Regions from separate parts of the Sus scrofa genome. Here regions 1 and 3 are each linked to region 2. The links are chromatin contacts, called in public HiChIP or PLAC-seq maps. All regions are on one chromosome and are shown on one strand. The core of a region is the stretch at or near the end of the contact, and the rest is flanking DNA. Distances in the headings are between cores, read along the strand shown. Region 1 overlaps SAMD4A (protein Smaug homolog 1). Region 2 overlaps SAMD4A (protein Smaug homolog 1). Region 3 has its middle 120 kb from the start of GCH1.

Evidence for each region. HiChIP or PLAC-seq counts read pairs in DNA pulled down with a chosen protein or histone mark.
Region 1: an H3K27ac HiChIP or PLAC-seq map of skeletal muscle shows a contact between it and region 2. The contact joins two enhancer-like sites. A contact is called at or near these places in 2 of 2 datasets of contacts at active chromatin or transcription factors (alveolar macrophages and skeletal muscle).
Region 3: an H3K27ac HiChIP or PLAC-seq map of alveolar macrophages shows a contact between it and region 2. The contact joins two enhancer-like sites. A contact is called at or near these places in 1 of 47 Hi-C or Micro-C datasets (embryonic fibroblasts) and 1 of 2 datasets of contacts at active chromatin or transcription factors (alveolar macrophages).

The regions. Positions count from the first base shown.
Region 1 is chr1:184,118,795-184,121,642 of Sscrofa11.1, forward strand. It overlaps SAMD4A (protein Smaug homolog 1), which reads left to right. Exons shown (of 13, transcript XM_021102232.1): 10 at 2,393-2,594. Among named protein-coding and RNA genes, the nearest start is that of GCH1, 140 kb to the right of the region's middle. Within about 2 kb of position 1,412, at least 31 of the 83 cell types and tissues checked have an H3K27ac peak or open chromatin away from gene starts, as enhancers often do. A contact at or near this core is called in skeletal muscle, where this site is marked.
Region 2 is chr1:183,960,984-183,964,137 of Sscrofa11.1, forward strand. The region is part of intron 2 of SAMD4A (protein Smaug homolog 1); the gene reads left to right. Among named protein-coding and RNA genes, the nearest start is that of SAMD4A, 47 kb to the left of the region's middle. Within about 2 kb of position 1,753, at least 6 of the 83 cell types and tissues checked have an H3K27ac peak or open chromatin away from gene starts, as enhancers often do. A contact at or near this core is called in alveolar macrophages and skeletal muscle, where this site is marked.
Region 3 is chr1:184,141,411-184,144,541 of Sscrofa11.1, forward strand. No RefSeq gene overlaps it. Among named protein-coding and RNA genes, the nearest start is that of GCH1, 120 kb to the right of the region's middle. Within about 2 kb of position 1,396, at least 5 of the 83 cell types and tissues checked have an H3K27ac peak or open chromatin away from gene starts, as enhancers often do. A contact at or near this core is called in alveolar macrophages, where this site is marked.

The sequences.
Region 1 (2,848 bases), core at 162-2,661, 160 kb after region 2:
TTTTTATGCTATTAATTTACTTTGAAGACCTGCTTTTCCCATAATACAAAGGTAACTGCAGCCTGGGCCCTGCTTGAATTATCACAAATCCCAAATTAATTGGTTCTTATTAATGTTATTTTATCAGCCTTTTCATGCATTTCAAGGTAATGAAATCAGTTCGTTAGATTTAGGAAAGCAGAGAAAGACACAGATGGGCTGAGCAAGAGAAAGAAAAATGAAAACTTACTTTTGCCATTTTGTTCTCTCTCCAGAAAGAATGATTATTTCATTAAGTCCAGTGATCTTAAGTGACTTAGGCATTCACTCTGGTTACCAGCAGTGACAACCCTCAACAAGTCTGGCTTTGTAATAACCAACTAAAGGCAGCACAGTGGGGTCCCACCATCATTAGAAAGATGGCCTAACCAAATTCTCCCTCCATCCAGGTCATTCCCAAAACACTCTGGGCTCTACCATCAGCTCCATGAGTCCTAACGTTAGGAGTCTACCTTTCTCCCATGGCTAAGTGTCCCATAGCAGAGTCCCCTGCCCATGTTATATTGCTTAGGAAAACTGTCTTGCCTTCCTGGAAGCACAGATCACTTTAGCATCACTCCTTGACTGCTCTGTTTTTGCATATGAAATAACTTTTAAAAATCCAACCAAAAAGGAAAATGAGCCAAAAAGCTATCTGCACTAAATAAGGAAAAATCTTAGCAGAATACTGAATCATCTACCAGGTGACCAAAATTCTGAGTCCAAAAATTAAACAAGTTTTCATAGTTAAAAAATAAAATAAAATAAAAAACACCACGTGATCCTTGTCTCCACCTGTCACCTTGTCCATACTCCAAAGGAGGACTCTCCCATTACGTGAAATTACTCCTATTCCTCTTGCCTCAAATTTCTTCTTTCAAACCAAACATTTTAAACCTTAGCAAAAGAAGGAGGGAAGAGAAGGGAAAAGTGAGAGGAAGGATAAGATAAACAGAGAGACCCAGACCCTGGGAGTCGATGAGCCTCTGACCAGAACTGGGAACCCCTTGGCTACAAAAGCCTGGAAAGAAGTGGAAAAACACAAGCCCAACAATCAGTTGCCACCAGTTCACTGTGGAATTCTCTTCCCCGCCCCCCACTTCCTTGGAAATGTAGGAATTCTGGGGAGGAAAGAAACATTTTCTGAGATAACTGTACTGATGATGCTCCGCCCCCTCCCCTCTCCACCGCCTCCCCCCACCCCCCGCCACGCAAAACTCTCTTTTTCCCGGGAAATAACTGTTTGGCAGCAGCCCCCTCCCCACCTTCTGGTTAAACTACGTCAGCCCTGTCTCCCAGAGTCTCCACACAGGCTTGGTGCATACCTCCCCTGTGTGACTTGCCCCTGTGCAAGGCAAGTCTGTTCCATCTTGTGGCCATTGGAGGTAAAGCATTTCGATTTAAAAAGCAGTGAATGACTAAAGCTGACTCTTCTTGGAAAGAATGTGCTGGTTCCTGAAACCCTGCTGGCTGCCGTGCTCCCTCCCTGCTGCAGGGGAAGAGTTCTTCGGCGCTGAGGTCATCAGACCAATGGGAGCAGAGTGTCCAAGCCTGATGCCAGGGGTCCCCGGCCACCTCCCTGCGCAGACCCAGGCGAAGCGTGTAACCAGGGTCTTCATGCAGGAAGGGCCTGAGACACCGGGAACGGTCACTGTCCTGGGCCCAAAACGCTTGCCAACATCATCATCTTCATCCTCATATCCCTCGTCTTAGCCTGGCAGTCTGAGCCCCCAATGTGGGGTCTGCTCCTCTATTCGGAGAGGCAATCATGACGGCAGAGACCGAGTCATTCATTCATTCAACCTGCATGTACTGCCAGCAGCCTATCCAAGCATGGGCCCCTCGGGATTGATGAGGACAGATGCCGTCTTTTTTCTTGGGGAGCTTATGCTCAAAGGCCACTTCCTGCAAGTCGGCTGCCCACCCAGACCTGAGAAACAGACTTTGGTCTGATGGAAGGGGCACTGGTGCTGGCGCTGCGCTTTCTTGCTGTGTGGCCTCAGGCTGGGCCCGTGAGGGCTCAGGGCATGTGACACAGCGGAAGAAGGAGATCCCACTGGTGAAACTGGGCTCATATTCCAGCACTGCACCCTAATGGCTGTGTGACCTCTGGAAATTATTAAGCTCTCTGTTTTACTTCAGCTGTAAAAGGGATAGAATGCCTGCTTCCTCGGGTTGTCAGGAGGATTGCAGAATCACCGTAGAGTCCCAGTGCTATTAGTGCTCAGATTAAGCTGTCATTTCAGTCATAGAGCCCTGACCCCCATAGTCCTCATAACTATCAAAATGTGAGCCCACCCCAAGGAGGCACCTAGGGGCTGGGAAGGGCTGAGGATGACTGATGGCCTTGGTTCTTCTCTGCTTGATTTCACAGTCGTGGCTTTGGACAGTCCAACTCACTCCCGACGGCCGGCTCTGTGGGCAGTGGCATGGGCAGACGGAACCCACGCCAGTACCAGATCCCTGCCCGGAATGTCCCTTCCGCCCGCCTTGGCCTCTTGGGCACCAGTGGCTTCGTCAGCTCCACGCAGCGCAACACCGCAGCCAACCCCACCATCATGAAACAAGGAAGACAGGTCTGCTCCTCCCCGGGGAAGAGGGTGGGCCAGCCAGGCTCAGGACATCTCAGCAGATAATGACCCCAAGGCGAGGGGAGTGGCCTGGGGGTGGGACCCTCCACCGAGGACAGTTGTCCCTGTGCCTCAGAGGCTCTTTGCACCATTTCACTGGGGATAAAGCAAGGCCGTGGTGGCACCTGGCTTCCCAGGGATTTCTTTAGGATGCTCTATGACCACCTTAACGGTGGGGGTCCTGCACATGGAGCCTGTAG
Region 2 (3,154 bases), core at 503-3,002:
TTGTGGTTTTCTTTCCCCAGTATTTACTTTCTGAAAAATGGGAGCCTATTGTGACTTTTCAAATCCTCTTTCATTGGCACTGCTGATATTAAGTCGGAGCGTTTTGGGTGATTCGACTATGCATGTTGTAATTCTAACTTTCAGCTAGTTAGTGAATCCTTCGGTCTTTCCATCTTTCCACAACCTGGTTTTTGTTTTCAACTTTAAATATGACATATCCCTTCCAGATCTAGATTCCTTTCATTCAGTTCTGAATGTTTAATAAAAGTTTCAAAGGGAAACTTTTTGTAGCATTTTCTCTTCCAAACAAGCTAGGGGGTCATTTCTTCAAATGAGAATGAAACTGAAATGTGGCCGAATCAGCATCTTCGCTTGAAATGATGAGAATGTATTTCTACAAAAATATAAACTGAACTTGGCAATGTAAAGAAGGAACAAAGTCATCTATAGAAAAGCAAGTCCAAGCCCCAGGGCTTACAGAGTACCCATTATAATCATTCCAGAAAAGCGTTTTCTTTACCGGAGAACTTACCAGCTAGCTCAGCCTGGCACTGTAACAGGCTGACACTAGCTCTTACTATTCACTACCCTTGGTGTCTGAAAAGTATTTATTTATTTTTTTTTAAGCACATTTCTCTGACCTTTGATTCCGTGCCTCTACAGCTGGATATTGCCTACGGCGAAATATTTTCTGTGATGAAGTTAATTTCTGAAGCTCTCAATTTAAAAATTTTTGAGCCAAGTTGCATTAGCACTAGGTCTCTGTTGACAAAGTCTTACTACTGTAAAAGTCCAGTATGATTTTTTTTAATGTCCGTTCAACTCTCCTGTGAAATAGCTAATAGTCAATGACATATTAATTTGACTCCGACAGAGTCTCAAGATAGCTCAGCTCTAGTGCCTTTTTTAGGGATGAGTGTGGAAAAAATAAGCCATGAGATGTGCTTGTAGCCAAATGGAAAAAGAGGAAGTTTGGATTCTCTTTCTCTTTCTCCGAATAGCAGAAATGGCCAAATATTTAGGATTGAAATAAGAAGCTGATAGGGCGCATGATAGGCTTATGTTTTTTCTCAGGTGTCACCTAATAATAATGATTAAAAACCAGCATGATGAGCTGGCACCACATTTCCCTCCTGCCCCACAGGCCAATGTTAGAAATTGCTTCAGGAGTTCCCACCGTGGTGCAGTGGAAATGAATCTGACTACGAACCATGAGGTTTCGAATTTGATCCCTGTCCTCACTCAGTGGGTTAAGGGTCTGGCGTTGCCCTGAGTTGTGGTGTAGGTCACAGACGTGGCACAGATCTGATGTTGCTGTGGCTGTAGTATAGGCCAGCAGCTGTAGCTCTGATTCGACCCCTAGCCTGAGAACCTCCATATGCTGTGGTATGGCCCTAAAAAGCAAAAAAAAAAAAAAAAAAAAAAAAAAAATTGCTTCAAATAAAGTTCATTTGAAAAAGAAAGGAAAAAACCTAATATGATGATAACTAGAATTTATAGCACATTTCATTTGTACATTAAAAAATTGTATTAATTGTGATTACTCAAGGCTAAATATAATAATGACATAGAAATAGAACTTTAGCCAAAAGGAAGCTTTGAATCTTGGCTGGGCATGTGAGTCTTAAAGAAAGAAAGAAAAAAAAAAAACACTAAAAAATTCAAAGAAGAAGTAACGAAGAAGGATTAATGTTAATAATGTCATAGCTCACTTCCCTTTTTATTCATGAAGCCCCATTTATTAATAGTAACAGCATCAGCAACAATGAGCATATTTCTTCTCTGCCCTACAAGCGGCCTTGGAGATTTGACAGCGCTCTCCCTTCTGCTTGGTGAGTGAACAATGTTTGGAATACCGGTTGCCTTCCAGAGGGGCAGAGATTCCCTGGCTAGTCCCATGTGATCAACCTCTACATAGAAATCAGTATAGAGAAAGCATTTGAAGAAACTCTTCCTTAGGTTAGGCTTTTCCCCTCTGGTTTCGGCCCCTGGCTTCCTATCAGGTTAAAAATAGAACCTGGCATACTAGATTCTAGTCCCATCCCCAGTTTGATGGGCAATAAACCAGCAATAGCTGTTGTTATTGCTAATAATTAGTTCTGATAGGTCTCCTCAATCTGGATAGAAACCCCCCAGATGGGCGTTCCCTTGATCGACCCTGGATGTGCAGACCCCTTGCTGAGTTCAGCTGAGTAGGCAGTATTTGGTTCCCGGCACTCTTAGCACAGGGTTTCTGTTGGTTTCCATATTGCAGCCCTGAATAGCACAGAATTTGAATTATTACTTAAAAAGTTGGTTATTTATGTTTGGAAAGTACCAACTGAAAATTTACCTGGGAAAAAATTTATTCAGAGAAAAATCTTTCACTTAGGTTGTGTATGGTTGACCAGTTCTAATTTTTCCATTTCTTTTAGCTTATCCCTTCTTGCACATATTTTCATGATAGGATACCACCATTTTTGTATTCACTTGAATATGATGGACTGCTCTGCATGTTTCCCGGTCTTCCTTGAGTCATTTGAAGCTCTTTCCTGCTCCATAGAGTTTGGGCTGTTATTAATTTTACCTCCTATTTAAAGACCTTATCTCTGAATGTGAATGTCTTCATTTCCCTTAATGTCAATTCAGGCAACTCTAATTGCTGTTTCTTCAGTCTAGGGTCATCTTCATTAGATTAATTACTGTGGAAGCCTGTTCCCCAAATGTGCTAATAGCATGAAAATGACTTAGTTCCATGTTCTCTGTCGTACAATGCTAAGAAACAGACAAAAAGAAAAATTTGTACAGGAAGACTGAAAAATATCAGTTTTCTCAAATGGCCCATTTAAGGGAGCTACACCCACCCATCTACCTGCATGCTAGGACTTGAGTGTGAGGGGCTAAAACCAGCATGGAGGGTGGCGTGGGGGCTACCTTAGCTAGTCAGTAGTGAAAAGAGCCACAATCTTCTTAAAGAGGAAGAGCCAAGGAGAGCAAATAGACTCACTGATTCTAAGAACAAGAACAGGATGCATGCAGGGGCAAGATCCTGGGTCAGGAGCTGGGTGGAGATCAAGGAGAGGTAGGAGCTGATTGGGATGAAATGAGACAGGGAGCGGACATTGCAATAACCAGAAATGGGGGTCCCTGGTTTGCCTCTGTTGGTAATAGCTTA
Region 3 (3,131 bases), core at 146-2,645, 180 kb after region 2:
ACCATAGAGGGTTAGTTAGCAGTTTTTCTCAGCAAAGCTGTAGCTTTCTGTCAGTCGTCTCTGTAACGGAATATTCAGCCCTGGAGGAAAGCTTACTCACATAGTAAAGCTTTTAGGACTCCCCTAACAGCCCCTCCCAACAAGAGATCAAATTGCCTTTATGCAAAGGGGGTGGGGAGTTCCCATTTTGGCACAGTTGTAAGGAATCTGACTAGTATCCCATGAGCATTCGGGTTCGATTCCTGGCCTCGCTCAGTGGGTTAAGGATCCGGCATCCCCGTGAACTGCGTGTTGGTCGCAGACGCGGCTCGGATCCCATGTTGCTGTATCTGTGGTGTAGGCTCAAAGCTGTAGCTCACATTCAACCCCTAGCCTGGGAACTTCCATAGGCTGCTGTGGGTGAGGCCCTAAAAAGCAAAAGAAAAAAAGGTGGCCAGGGGGTAAACAGCTCTATAGCACACTTCCTTGGAGGAGGCTGAGGTTTGAGCCAGGAACGCAGACAGAGCACTGATGGGTACAATCAACCCATAGTCTACAGGCCCGTGAGAAGGGCGGGAAGAGGGAATCGCAAACTTCTGTGAACCTACCTTGGTTTGGCCCCTTGAACAGACACTACATCTATATGTGGCCCTGACTCAAGACCAGCCCAAGACCTATTTGTCCCCATAGGCTAAAGGGAGGACCCCGAGGGTAGTGAAAATCTCATCTATAACCAGAACCTGATCTGACTCTGGAAAGGTGAACAGTCTGGGTGGGTCTGGCCATCCACACCTTGTCCAGGTCCCCCTTCCCGGTGGGCCATGCTAGCACGTGGAACACAGCACCCACCTCACAGAAACTGTTCCACAGGCTTTACAGGCACTCCCATCATCTAGTTTCTATCCACACATCGCAAAACTTGAAAACTACCACCCCTTCCCTGGGCACTTCAGCCTCTGGATCCTCCACTGTAGGGGTGGCCTAGCTCATTCAGTGCTTCTCAAACCACCTACGAATTTTAGTTGTAGGGGTAGCTGTTTACTTCCAACCCACACAGTCCAATTGTTTCTGTAAAATAAATACAAGAAAAAAATTACAATACCCCAATCTTGCACTGGATTCAAAAGAAAAAAATATTCTGTCAAATTGCTAAAAACGACTTCTATTCTGGGTCCCTAAGTTCTGGGGTCAGCCTGCAGATCAGCCTGAGAGGTTCCCCTCAGGATGTGACAGTAGAAATCCTGACGCCAACATCTGCCCTCACCCGGGGCCAACAATGCCTGCAATACAGCAGAGCAGTGACCATCAGGTCTTGGGGTGTCTGGAAGTTGGCTCAAGTATGGCCAGTGCTTTGTTCACTGAATATTTCTAAGAGCTGAACACGAAGTACTTGAAAAAGGGAAGGAAGAGGAAGGTCCAGAGGCACCGGGAGGTTAGGGCCTTTGGAAATGGGTCAAAGGGCACTGTTTCCATGGCAACCCTGAGACCGTGGTCCTCAAGTTCCCCACTCTCAGTTCTGGCCCAGATGGCTTGAGACTGGAGGCTGGCTCCTCTTTGTGGGGGTCTATCCATGTGTTTGGGACACAGGTACAAACAGGAAGTAGGAAACGGGGTGCCTGGCAGGTTGGAAACTTTGGCAAATGTCAGTACTACGTCTCAGTTATGACTGCAGGGCTCCACTGGAGCATGTGATCTTTCCGTGTCCTCCTGGGCATCGGCTCACCAGCCTTGCCCCAGGGGCTCTTGTGCATACACAGTGACTTCTCTGTGACATAAACCTGGCCATTCGGTGTCTGAGAATCTCCTCCATGGAATATTTTTCACTCTTCAGTGGCTTCTACTTCAATTTTTAAAACTGACAGAGAAACATTTTGGCAACCTTATAAAACTCAGACTTTATAAAAAGACAGCTTTGTATTTACATTTGACTCATAGCGCATGTTTTTAAATGGTGTGTTCCACAATTTTTTTCTGAGGTTTTATGTTTTTAAGCCCAATCCAGGAGAAGCAAAATTGGAGCTTTGGTGAGTGAAATGGTCCCACTAGAGCTACTGAACTCAAGACAGTGGAGAAATTCCAGTTAAACCTCCCTGTAGGGACCACAGCCAGGACAGGGTGTCCCTGTTTGCACCAACATCCTGGGAGCTTGTTCCAGTTTTCCATGCCATAAAATGCCAACAGACACAGGAGTGAAGTCAGATGAACCTACAAAACCCCATGATCCAATCTGTCCAATGGAACCTCTCCCTCCGCTTTGCTTTCTGTTAAGCTTATCCTATATCTGTTCTCCAGGGAAAAGCTAAACATGGATTTCCAGTACTTGGACCTGACTGAGTCACTTTTGGCATTGACCTATGACCCTGTTCCTCATCCAAGATGGAATATGTCCCAAGACAGCAAATGGTGGATGAGAGAAATAAAATGCATACATGACATCCTTTCCCTCCCTCCACTACCCAGCGCGCATGTCCGACTCGGAGCAGAGAGCGCACACCCTGCCTGCTTGCTCCGGTTCCCGTGCTCTGGGGTCTGGATGACTTCATTACCTAACCTACTCAACTTTGCTCTCCTAAAACACAAAAATGAAGCCCTCATTCACCTGCTGTAGTGTTCACATCCAACCCGTCCTCCAAGAAAGACTTCAGAGTGTGGCCCCGGGTTTGCTGTTTTCCTCATGCAACAGGGTTTCCTGGGTGCCAGGTAGGTGCTGGCCAGCTGCAGGTCTGGAGACAGAGACACCTTATGGGGGACAAGTGCCAAGTTCCTTCTGGACCCAGTAGCTGAACTCCAGTAACAGTGGGTCGTCTGTCCTATGCCAACAAGAGAAAAGTTGAGATGTCCCAACAGGTCCCCTGGGGGTCAGTCTCTTAGCCTGAATGACATGAGCCCAGGGCTCAGGGTGTCCACTGGAGGGCATGGGAGGGGGGTAAGTAAGAGCTGCTGGCACTCCTCCCATCAGTCCGGGCGTCGAAACACCTGCCAACCCGCCCAGCTTCCTCTGAAGGGAGGGAGCCACCCCGAGGAAAAAATAGGAGTTCTTGGAGAGAGCCTGAGGGCATCCCAGGTTTAGGGACAAGAGAGAGTGTGTGAGTCTGAGGAGCTGAAATCAGTAAACGTGAGAGGTCCCATTGTGGTTCATTGGGTTAAGAATC